Linked DNA regions of Mus musculus: region 2 is linked to region 1. A link is a contact called in public Hi-C data. All regions are on one chromosome and are shown on one strand. Each heading gives the region's core, a stretch centred on a gene start, on an enhancer-like site or on the middle of the called end of the contact. The rest is flanking DNA. Distances are from core to core; before and after follow the strand shown.

Region 1 (4,953 bases), core at 1,713-4,212:
TTTTCACTTCAAAAAAAAAAGAAAGAAAGAAAGAAAGAAAGAAAGAAAGAAAGAAAGAAAGAAAGAAAGAAAGAAAGAAAGAAAGAAAGGGCATCAACCAAGAACACATGCATGGAAAAGGAGAATCTTTTCAATAAATAGTGCCGGGGAAAGTGGGCGTGTGCAGAAGAACCTCCTCTTCTTCTTCTTCTTCTTCTTCTTCTTCTTCTTCTTCTTCTTCTTCTTCTTCTTCTTCTTCTTCTTCTTCTTCTCTTTAAATGTATTCACTATTGCTCTCTTCAGACACAACAGAAGAGAGCGTCAGACCCCATTGCAGGTGGTTGTGAGCCACCGTGTAGTTGCTGGGAATTGAACTCAGGACCCGTGGAAGAGCAATCAGTGCTCTTTACCACTGAGCCATCTCTCCAGCCCATTGTAATATTCTTACAGCTTCTTCCACACCTGAAACTTTTCATAATAAAACGGAAGTCAGAAGAAAACCCTGCTGGTACTAATGCTGCATGGGTGTCTGAGGTAACAATGGGGAGATACCCCCAACCTGTGTCTTAGGGCAGGTCTCTTAGACTCCAGAGTGTCACCAAACCTTCTGTTGAAGCCATGCTGTTGGAGCCAGGCATGAAGCAAAGGACTTAGGCTTTCTTGAGATTTACTAGCTCAGCTCTCCATGCTCTCATTCTTCTTAAGGCCCCTTTCTGGCCCAGGACACATTGCTTCGGTGCCACCATATCTGTTCAAGGTACAGCCAAGGCACACACAGAGGCACTCCCATCCCTGTATCCACCTGCTGCCTGGAAAGGCATACACACATGAACACAGGTGTTCAGTCACAAGACTGAGGAGCGAACCCAGTGTGAGCAATGAGGGGGAGAGAAAGAAGCCGCCCTTAGTATGGAGCTGTTTTCCAGTCAGGAAGAAACCCACTGCTTCTGGTCTCAAACAGGAAAGCTCTTCTCTCTACCCAATCACAGTGGCCATATTCTCCCGGGGGAGAAGTCTCTGACACACAGATAGCCTTATCTAGCCTCTCCCCCAACAAAGGACAGAGACAAGCAGACTTTTCTGTCTGTTAAGCCATGGGTCCACTACTTCCTATTGTAACTCAGCCTGTTCAGCCATTTCCAACCCGGGAACTCAGCAGATCTTGATAACAGGGAGATCGAACCATCCAAAAAATTCTCAACAGGTTGAAGCTTGCTTTACTCTTTCCATAAAGCTGGGAGGTGCCGATGAGAAGTGAAGCATGGGTGAGAGGCATGAACTTAAGAGATATAGCCAAGGATCCACTCTGGAAGGGAAAGGAGCAGAGGAGGTGTGTTTGGAGTCCCCCCACCCTGCATGTCACTGGGAAAATGAGGGCACACTCTGGTATAGATTCCCATGGTCTCAAGAATATAGCTGAGAGAGCACTGTCTTCACAGCCTGCTCAGGAGGGTCCAGATCCTGCCCCAACATCAATGTTCCCACACGGTCCCTGAGCCAAGCCCTGACTGAGCCCTTAGAGGGTCACACCCTACCCCCACTTCATAGAGTGATAACAAAGTCAAGAGTGATTGACTCAGGAAGCAACCCAGACACCAAGCAAAAGAGTCACACACCCAGATGTGTGCAAGAACCCATTGCCATGTTTGTATCATCCATGGAAACTATGTTAAGAGTTCCAAAAAAGAGCCATTGCCAGGAGGCCAGCAGGGGATCCTGGCTTTGTCTTCAGAATTTGAGGGTGAACTATGAATGGTTTGGGGCTGCTCTCAGACTACTTCAAATGTGTCTTAGAATAGCTACTCCTGATGTCTGGGGTCATGTTAGGACAGCATCTGTAGAGGTTACCATATTATACTGGGTGACACTATTCCTGGGCAGATTAGAACAAGCATGGACTCAAGAAATAACAATACAACATCTTTAAATACAAGGGTTTATTTTTTTCCTAATCTTGAATATCTGATGTGGTAGGAGGCAAACTTAACTCCCTACCTGAGCTCAGGATTTTGATAGCTCAAGGCAACAAAAGTCGGAGGGACATTCACCCTTGCAGTAGTAGATGCTTTGTAGTGCTTGCCACAATACGGTTGCCATGTTTCCCGGAGATGCCAGAGAGACTAGGCAGGCATCATGTCACGGCTCGCCAGTCTGTTTCTTTCAACAGCATAACTCTCATGCTGTTCCCATGGCTCCTTGTAATCATGGCTCTCCAGCCAGGACAGCGAGCTGGTCAGTCCTAATTTCTGTAGTTCATGATGAGTGAGCTCTGGAAGAGAGAGACACGTAGTGTGGACACTCAGCAAATGTTTGCTGAAAATGTGGATGAATGAAGACATAGATGCATGTATAATTAATGTACACACGTATGAATGAATGTAATAACTCACGTGGGAAAAACGCTTCTGTCTGCCTCTGCGCACATCTCTGCTCTCTTCCAGTCTCTGTGGCAGCAGTTGACTCACTGCTACGGTCTCCCTCCCTCCACAAGGCATCAGAACACACTCTGTCCTCATCTTCATTCACCTTAACAACTCTCAGTCTTCGTCCGCATTGGCTCATGCAAGGCCCCCAGCTCTCCAAACACCACAAATCATGTTTTCCTTGTTCGCTGTCCTTTATTTCACCGCTGACCAGTTATGTCTGGAGTCTAACCTCCATGAAGGCAAGGACAATATTGGTTTTGCTTTACAATGTCCAATCCCAACCCAGCCTTGAAGGCGGTAGGGCTTGTTAATTCTATGGAGCGTGACAGCATGCGCCCTCTAAAGGAGGATTCAGGGGGCCAGACGCCTGGGAAGCACTTGGTAAATGATTTTTGAACTTGACAGCTCAGTCCCATGTGGAGGGCTGGTTCCTGGAACTTAGCTGGATCAGTGCTGAAAAATGACTAGTAGGACCCATGTGACAGCAGCACAGTAGAAGGCTGGAGGGGGTTGAGAGCCAACATCTTCCTCTGCCTTAGGCCATGTGCTGAAAGCTGCCTCCTCCTACAGATATCAAGAAACCTGCCGTGAATGTTAAAGAATCTATGTGCTCCCTGCCTGGGCTCCCACAGCAGAGCCCAGCTCTTCCATCAGTTCATAGCACCCTGCTGAGCCACCCTCCCCATCCCATTTGGGTCAGACAGGGTCTCCACATGGTAAATGGCTCCACCAAACCAGACCAAGGTCTTATTCTTGGGGTTCTGAGACCCTGAGCAGGATGGCACAGCATATGCTCTGAGAACTTGCTTTCTTCCCAGAAGTCTCCTCTGCAGGCAGTGACTCATTCCTGGAGAGACCCAGGCGAAGTCAAGTTGGCTTCAGAAGCAACTGATGAAATCACCTGCTCCTGAAAACCAATCCTCCAGCTCTCCATGAGGGAGGCAGCTGGGGGTGCAGCGTGGGCAAGAGGGACGCACAGCTCTGCATTTTAAACACGGTCGATGGAAGATGAGTGGACTCAAGTTGGCTGCTAGCAACACAGACTGATGAGGCTGTTTGCACTCCGGTACTTCATAAATAACTTCTCAGCTCAGTTTCCAAGGTTGACAGAGCACACTTCAAAGGGCCTCAGCAGGGAGGAAATGATCCTCTCCCTCCATCCCTCCCCCTCAGGTGAGGCCTGAGATCACCAGTTGGAGGGAACGTCAGGGTGTGGCCCCACCTACTTGCTGGCAGCTGACAGACCTATAGACTGACTGATGGACAGACTGAGGAGATACATGGCCAACAACTAATGGAGAAACTGACATAGGCTGTGACTGGTGAGATGCCCAAGGATGGCTGAGGTTCTGTGAGTGGACGAACCACTATAGATGGCGGCAAGCCACTTACCAGCCAGCCAGCCAGAGAGTGAGACCAACTGGTTGGCAGAGGGTTCATTTTGTCAGTGAGCCAGTGTGTCTAACCAGTTAACCTGTCTGCTTCTCCCCCAAATCCCCAGGGTGACCAATGGGCTCTGAGCCAACATGCCTAACACTAGAGGAGAGTAAGAAAGGCTGAGGCCACTGTTGGAAGAAAGAAGAGAGTAACCCCTGACCCATACTACTGCTGGGGAGAACTCAGACTTCCAGGACTCTACCCGGCAAAAAACATACCCTAGGAAGATCAAGTACATGTTTTAAAAGGACAATGTGTGTTTTAAAAGAAAAAATATGGAATCTAAAATGCCCACTGAGTAGGGAGGAAGGACTCACACGGGCACATTGAAGGAAATCTGGCCTTATGGCCATGGGGGCAGCACAGAGACTGGGAGCATCGAGATGTGGTCTATACTTCAAGTCTCCTCTGGGTATTTGGATGGGGCAAGCTGCTCAGAGGACCACCCCCTCCCCCATTTCCCCATCCGAAGCACAGCAGGCACATTCATTCTCAATGGGTCCTTCCAGGGGTCATAAAATGCTGTCATGGAGGTAGATTACTTTTCCTGTCATTTTCTAATTATATCCTGTACTGGGACTATATTATTTTGCAATGGAAAAAGCTCATTTTATAATTTCAGAAGGAAAAAAAATAAATTCGGTCCTTTCTTGTTTGATTCACACTCAATAAATATTTCTTAATTGATGTATCCAAGGCATCCTTGAGTCTTTCTTTTCCTCCTGATGTCAACATGGTTTACTGAGTGTCTCCTGATTCTTCCCCTCTTTTTCCTAGAGGGCTCCTCGACCAGACTTTTCTGACTCTCCTGGCTCAGGCAGTTGCTAGAAGAGTCTCCATATTGCTCCATTTGAGGACTTCCAGAGGTTATCTGGGGTCCTTCGCTCTAAATTTTAAATTTAAATCAAGTCTCAAAGGACTTTAAAATTATTCCAAGTTCCTTCTCTCTGGATATGTTTATCCCCATCCACATGCACACATATGCACAATTTACCCATAGGTGTATACACTGTGGGCTCTCCAAAGTGGGAGAGAAAGGCATCAGTGCTCAGCGAGTACTTACCACCTACCAAGCACTGAATCCAAGCAGATGATAGTTTAGGGCACTCAC
Region 2 (4,953 bases), core at 1,314-3,813, 150 kb after region 1:
TGCAGGGCTCAGAATGCAGACTCCAGGCAACCCACGCCTTTGAAGCCATCTGCATCTCTCCCACTAAGGGCCACTCCATCAGTCTATAAACTGTAAAAGCAAACACGAGCCTGCTCATTGTTCCCCCTTTAGGAATCTTGGTTTAAAAAAAAAAAAAAAGTCTAAGGATTTCTACTATGACTCCTCTTCCAGACAGACCAAATTTACACACTGTTTTCCGAGTGATTTTCAAGGGCACCCCCAGCTGGTCCCAAGGATACAGATGAGGGGTTAAAAACATCGGTCCTATGCAGTTCCGTAAGTCTACAGGCTGGAGGGGACAAAGGGGCAAAAGAGGGGGGGGATGGAAAAGACGAGGCTCCCTCACCTGCATGAATCCTGCCTCTTGACCTAACCCAAGCAGACCACCCAGATCTTTCTCAAAGATGCTGGCTTAGTTCCGGCCAGGAGGTGGAGGTGGGAAGCAGAGTCCAGACTCCCTCCCTCACACTCCCATCAGAGAACACAAAGACCACCCGGCAGCCCCTCCAGGGTCCTCCTTAAAGAAGAACCAAGAGCAGCAATCATGCACAGGATTGGGCAGCGAGACCCAAAGGCTCCTTTCTGCCTCCACACCCATTTCCTCAGCTCCTGCCCAAGCTCAGCCCAGCCAGACAAGCAGAACCCCTGGAGTGACCCTGGAACCTGCCCTCTGCTTGGGAATTCAGCTGCAGACAGACTAGGCAGCCCATGCCTGGAACTGGCCTTTTCTTTAACATCCACCATTCCCCGACCCTGTCCCCCACCCCCTCACCACATAGGGTCACATCTGCTTTGGCAAACAGCCAGCGTTAAGTTACTGACTCCAGTTGTATTGATTCAAGAAGTCACTGGGGACCCCAGCCTGGCCAATAGAAGGAAAGAGCCATCAGTCTGTCCATCCATCTATCCTTTCAGCCCAGAGTCTCAACTGGTTTTGCACTGAGTTTCATGTCTGTCCCAAGGAACAGTGAAGATTGAACTAGGAACCACGGCCTCAGCTACACACACACACACACTTCCTTGTACCAGAAAACTGGGAGAACCACCTCTAGCTGGTGCACAGGGCTGTCTCCAGGCATCTCCAGAACTCAGAAGGCTACAACCAAGCATCTTCCCATTAGCCCTGCAAGGACACCTGCCTTTCACGGAGAGGGGGAGGGGACAGATAATCCTCTTTTGGCCTATGTCCAGTTTATTCTGGGTCCCCTCCCTTGTAGCTGTAGGTAGGTGGAGGTATTGGGCAGCTGGTGTTTCCTATTCTTATTGCCACCCCCCCCCACACACACACCCCGCCCCACACACACCATGCTGAGGCAGCCCTGGTCTGGTTCTAATCGGGGCTGAAGTCGACTCCCTACCCCCCCCCCCCTTTTCCTTCATTTCCACGGCTTTGGAAGCCAGAGCATTCCAACTGTCTGTGTGCCAAGACCTTCCCGAGTCTGAAAGCTGCTGAAGTAACAGATCAGATTTTAGCAAGTGCTTTCCAGGCTGAGCGCCAAGCCCTTTTCTGATTCACAGAGAGCGAACGGGGACCAGGCAGGGAACAAGCCCTGGGCTGCACCACCTTGGGCAAGGACATGTGGAGCAGAGCGCAGCAGGATGGGGAGAACTCTCTCTCTCTCTCTCTCTCTCTCTCTCTCTCTCTCTCTCTCTCTCTCTCTCCACACACACACACACACACACACACACACACACACACACACACACACAGAGTAATTTACAACTAAAGCTCTCTCTCTCTGGACTCAAAATCCACTTAGCTGAAAACAACCTTTTTGTCTGCAGGGACAAGCAAGCCGTAAAGGGACAGTTGGCATAAAAACCTCTAGGTCCCTACCTCGCCAGCTGTGGTCGGAGGTTGGAGTCCCACACATCACTCGGGCCAGAGTCAGCCCTCCGACTCTGAGAGATTTCCCTACCGAGGCTGACCGAGGCCGCGACAGTCTGCACTGGCTCAAGCAGTAGCTCCTAGCCCTTGGCCTGATACCGCCAGCGCAGGACGCGCGCGAAGCCGCCCTTCTGCGCCCTGGGAACAGGTGCACTGGGCTTGTTGCCCAGGAGGGGTGGGGCACCGAGAGGGGGCGCGGTCCCGGGAAGGGGGGTCGGCCAGCACCTCGAAGAAGAGCGCGCTGGGGTTGGCAGGGGGGTGGGGGAGAGACACGACTCGACTCTCAGGAGCCCACGTACCTGAACCTGGAAGCACAGCAGTAGAAAGTGTAAACACCTGCGGGAGAAAGAGGGAGAGGAGGTCAGTGAGATCCGAGGAAGGGGCACAGATAGACAGACAGACACGTAGCAGAAAGTCGGGCGGACAGACAGACAGAGCCACACACGCACAGGGACAGGCATCCAGGCAGGGTGGCCAGACCCGGGCGGGTGCTTACAGGCAAGTGCAGGCGGAGGGCGCTGAATACATCGCGGGGCGGGGGGGGAGGCGGCGGCTCCTAGCCCAGCCTGCACATGTCCGCTCCGCGCGGCCGGGACCGGGCGCCTCCGCCGCCGCCGCCGCCGCCGCCGCCGCTGCTGCTGCTCCCTCCTTGCCGGCTGCTTCTGCAGACTCTGCTGCTCCGGGGCGCTCCGCGGCGCGCCCTGCGGCATCAGCGCCCCGCGCGGCTCCTCCGGAGCGCTGCGCCCTCCGAGCCGGCGCGGGGGCTGTGGGGCGAACGCGGTGCGGGAGGAGCCCGGCCGGTGCGGGGAAGCTGGACTGAAGCGGGCGGACGGGAGGGCCGTCTGGACGTTCGCGAGACGCGGGCTGCGGGTTCAGTCCAGGGGCAGCATGCACGGCGGGTGCTGCGGCAGAGGCGCCGCAACCGGGACGCGAGGCTAGCGGGGCCGGGGTCAGCGCTCCGAGGCTGGGGCGCGCATCTGCAGTGCGAACGCGTCACGGCCGCTCCGTCTGGGCGCCCGCCGGCTCATGTCTCCTCCTCTGTGTCTCTCCGGCCGTGCGCATCGCCGCCTCCCACCGCTGGCGGCGGCCGGGGCGTTTTCTACGCGAGGGCGGCGAGGGGGCGGGGGGCCAGGGGCGGGTCCGGGCCCGCGCCGGCACAATGAGGATGCGGGGCCCGGGGGCTCCCCCCTCGGGGCGCGGCCGGACGGGCGCTCAGCGCGGCTGGGTGCGCCGCGCCCACATCAAAGCCGGCCCTGCCTGCTCGCCTGCCTGCCGCGGCCTCTCCGCTGCCTCCTCCTTCTGGCGGCTCAGGGTTGGAGGGGAGGCACTCAATACTGTCGGCAATGGGACTGGCCGTTCAGCATGGCAGAACCCACGAAGCTGGACCTGGTGAGCGCTGGAAGCCGTCGGAGCTCTCCGACACAAGGCTAATATTGGCCGAATGGAGCAGGCGGGGTTCCCAAAGAATGCTCACATTTGCTGTTCATATTCACATCCACTAGAGTTGGGAAGCAAGGGGAGGACAGACGAGGCCCGCCCGGTGGGGTGACTCAACTGAAAGGAGTCGTGTTTACCCTTACCCTTAGGCCACGCAAGATAGTGGCTTTTCCCAGACACACGCACCACCACCACAACCACCACCGTGGGATGACTACGCTAAGTAACGCCTTCTTCTGTTTTGCCGTAGGAGATGGCAAAGTCTCAGGGGCGTCTCTCTCCCTTCCCCCGCTCTGGGACTCTAAGGTCGGTTCTAGGGATTCCAGCTGCGTTCTCTAGTTAGGTGACCCGGGTTTTGGAAGCACACGGCTACCACCTAGCGGCTCAAAAATGTCGCTGTAACCTCGCCCCTGAATGGCTACATGCCTGGGAGTAGCCAGGACTCTGGTCAGCGCTCACTCCAGGTCCTCTTCAGTTCGCAATCTAAGCAGCTAGTTTTCCTGCCCTTGATCACCAACCCTGAACTTTTTCTGTCCTTCCATTAACCCCCAAATGTAGATATTGTTGTCAGAGGCCTGCCTCATTCTGTCTAGAGCCTGGGTCAGCCAAGTTCTGCTTTGGACTGATGCTAAAACAAACAGGTCACAGTGGGCAAGAAACTAGAGAACGAGCTCAAAATGCAAAACTCAGGAATTCGGATTATTTGATTTAAAGGCCTTGTGTCCGTAGCTGTGGTTGTTATTCCCCGTTCGCTGGAGCAAAGTGAAGAAGGTGCTGCTCGGTGGTGTTATTTCTCAAGTTATAGAAACATAGTATTTGTTCCAAGGACCAGACCTCCCTGTAAGCGACTTTCAGTTCTTTTTCAAAGTTGAGGCTAAGGGGGCAGTATTAAAAACAAATCCTGAAAACCTTTGCGAAATCGAGTTGTTGAGAGAATTGTTGCATGAAAGGAAGTTGATTTTATGTTTATTGTCTGGGCTGCCTGAACTAGCCTTGCAAAGTTACTAGTAACTTCCTAAATTCTGGAACCAACCAACCAATAGAGTGAAATGACAAACCACAAATAGGGCTGAACCAAAAAGTGGTCTTGCTTTACAGACTGGCACACGTGTATCTGCTGACATGTTTCATGTATCTTCTGGCTAAAATTAATTTTTTCCTATCTGCACTTTATTAGTTTTTCATTACTTTTGAATACAATGGGTAACTATTGTCCCACCTACAGTGGTTTGATGACCTCAGTCATCACACAAGACAGTCCCAAAAATTTGGTGGTCTGAGGACATTAATTCAAGAATCAAAAGTTCTGGTGCTGGGGGGTGTAGCTTGGTAGACTCACAGTTCAATTCCCAACACCCACTAGAAAATGGATAGAAGCATTCAGCTCTATGTGATCCCAGCCACTCAGGTAGAAGCTGCAGATCAGCTCAGGCTTATGCTTGGGTTCAGCCAGCTAGTGGTCCACCTGGGTGCTACATAGGCCCTGTCTCAGAAAAGGGATAGGGGCTACTGAGCTGGCTCAGCAGTTGAGTATTTGAGTACCTGCACATGTGGCATAGTTAGTCCTAGACTTGAATGTTCTTCCTTGCCTGCCAAAAGACTTGAGC

Evidence for each region. A called contact is a pair of places that touch in the nucleus more often than the background predicts.
Region 2: a Hi-C map of cerebral cortex shows a contact between it and region 1, with 3 times the contacts expected there. The contact joins the promoter of Fgf18 here to the enhancer-like site in region 1. A contact is called at or near these places in 10 of 39 promoter capture datasets (the 3T3-L1 cell line, 3T3-L1-derived adipocytes, HPC-7-derived erythroid cells and 5 more), 2 of 484 Hi-C or Micro-C datasets (adipose-derived mesenchymal stem cells and cerebral cortex), 1 of 115 datasets of contacts at active chromatin or transcription factors (pancreatic cancer cells) and 2 of 9 other capture datasets (adipose tissue and embryonic stem cells).

Annotation. Positions count from the first base shown.
Region 1 is chr11:32,996,164-33,001,116 of GRCm38.p6, forward strand. No RefSeq gene overlaps it. Among named protein-coding and RNA genes, the nearest start is that of Gm12111, 72 kb to the left of the region's middle. Within about 2 kb of position 2,963, at least 8 of the 459 cell types and tissues checked have an H3K27ac peak or open chromatin away from gene starts, as enhancers often do. A contact at or near this core is called in cerebral cortex, where this site is marked.
Region 2 is chr11:33,144,837-33,149,789 of GRCm38.p6, forward strand. It overlaps Fgf18 (fibroblast growth factor 18), which reads right to left and starts at 2,564. Exons shown (of 5, transcript NM_008005.2): 1 at 2,406-2,564; 2 at 2,209-2,245. The coding sequence starts at 2,437. RefSeq lists promoters at 2,381-4,953, 2,381-3,324 and an enhancer at 3,139-3,169.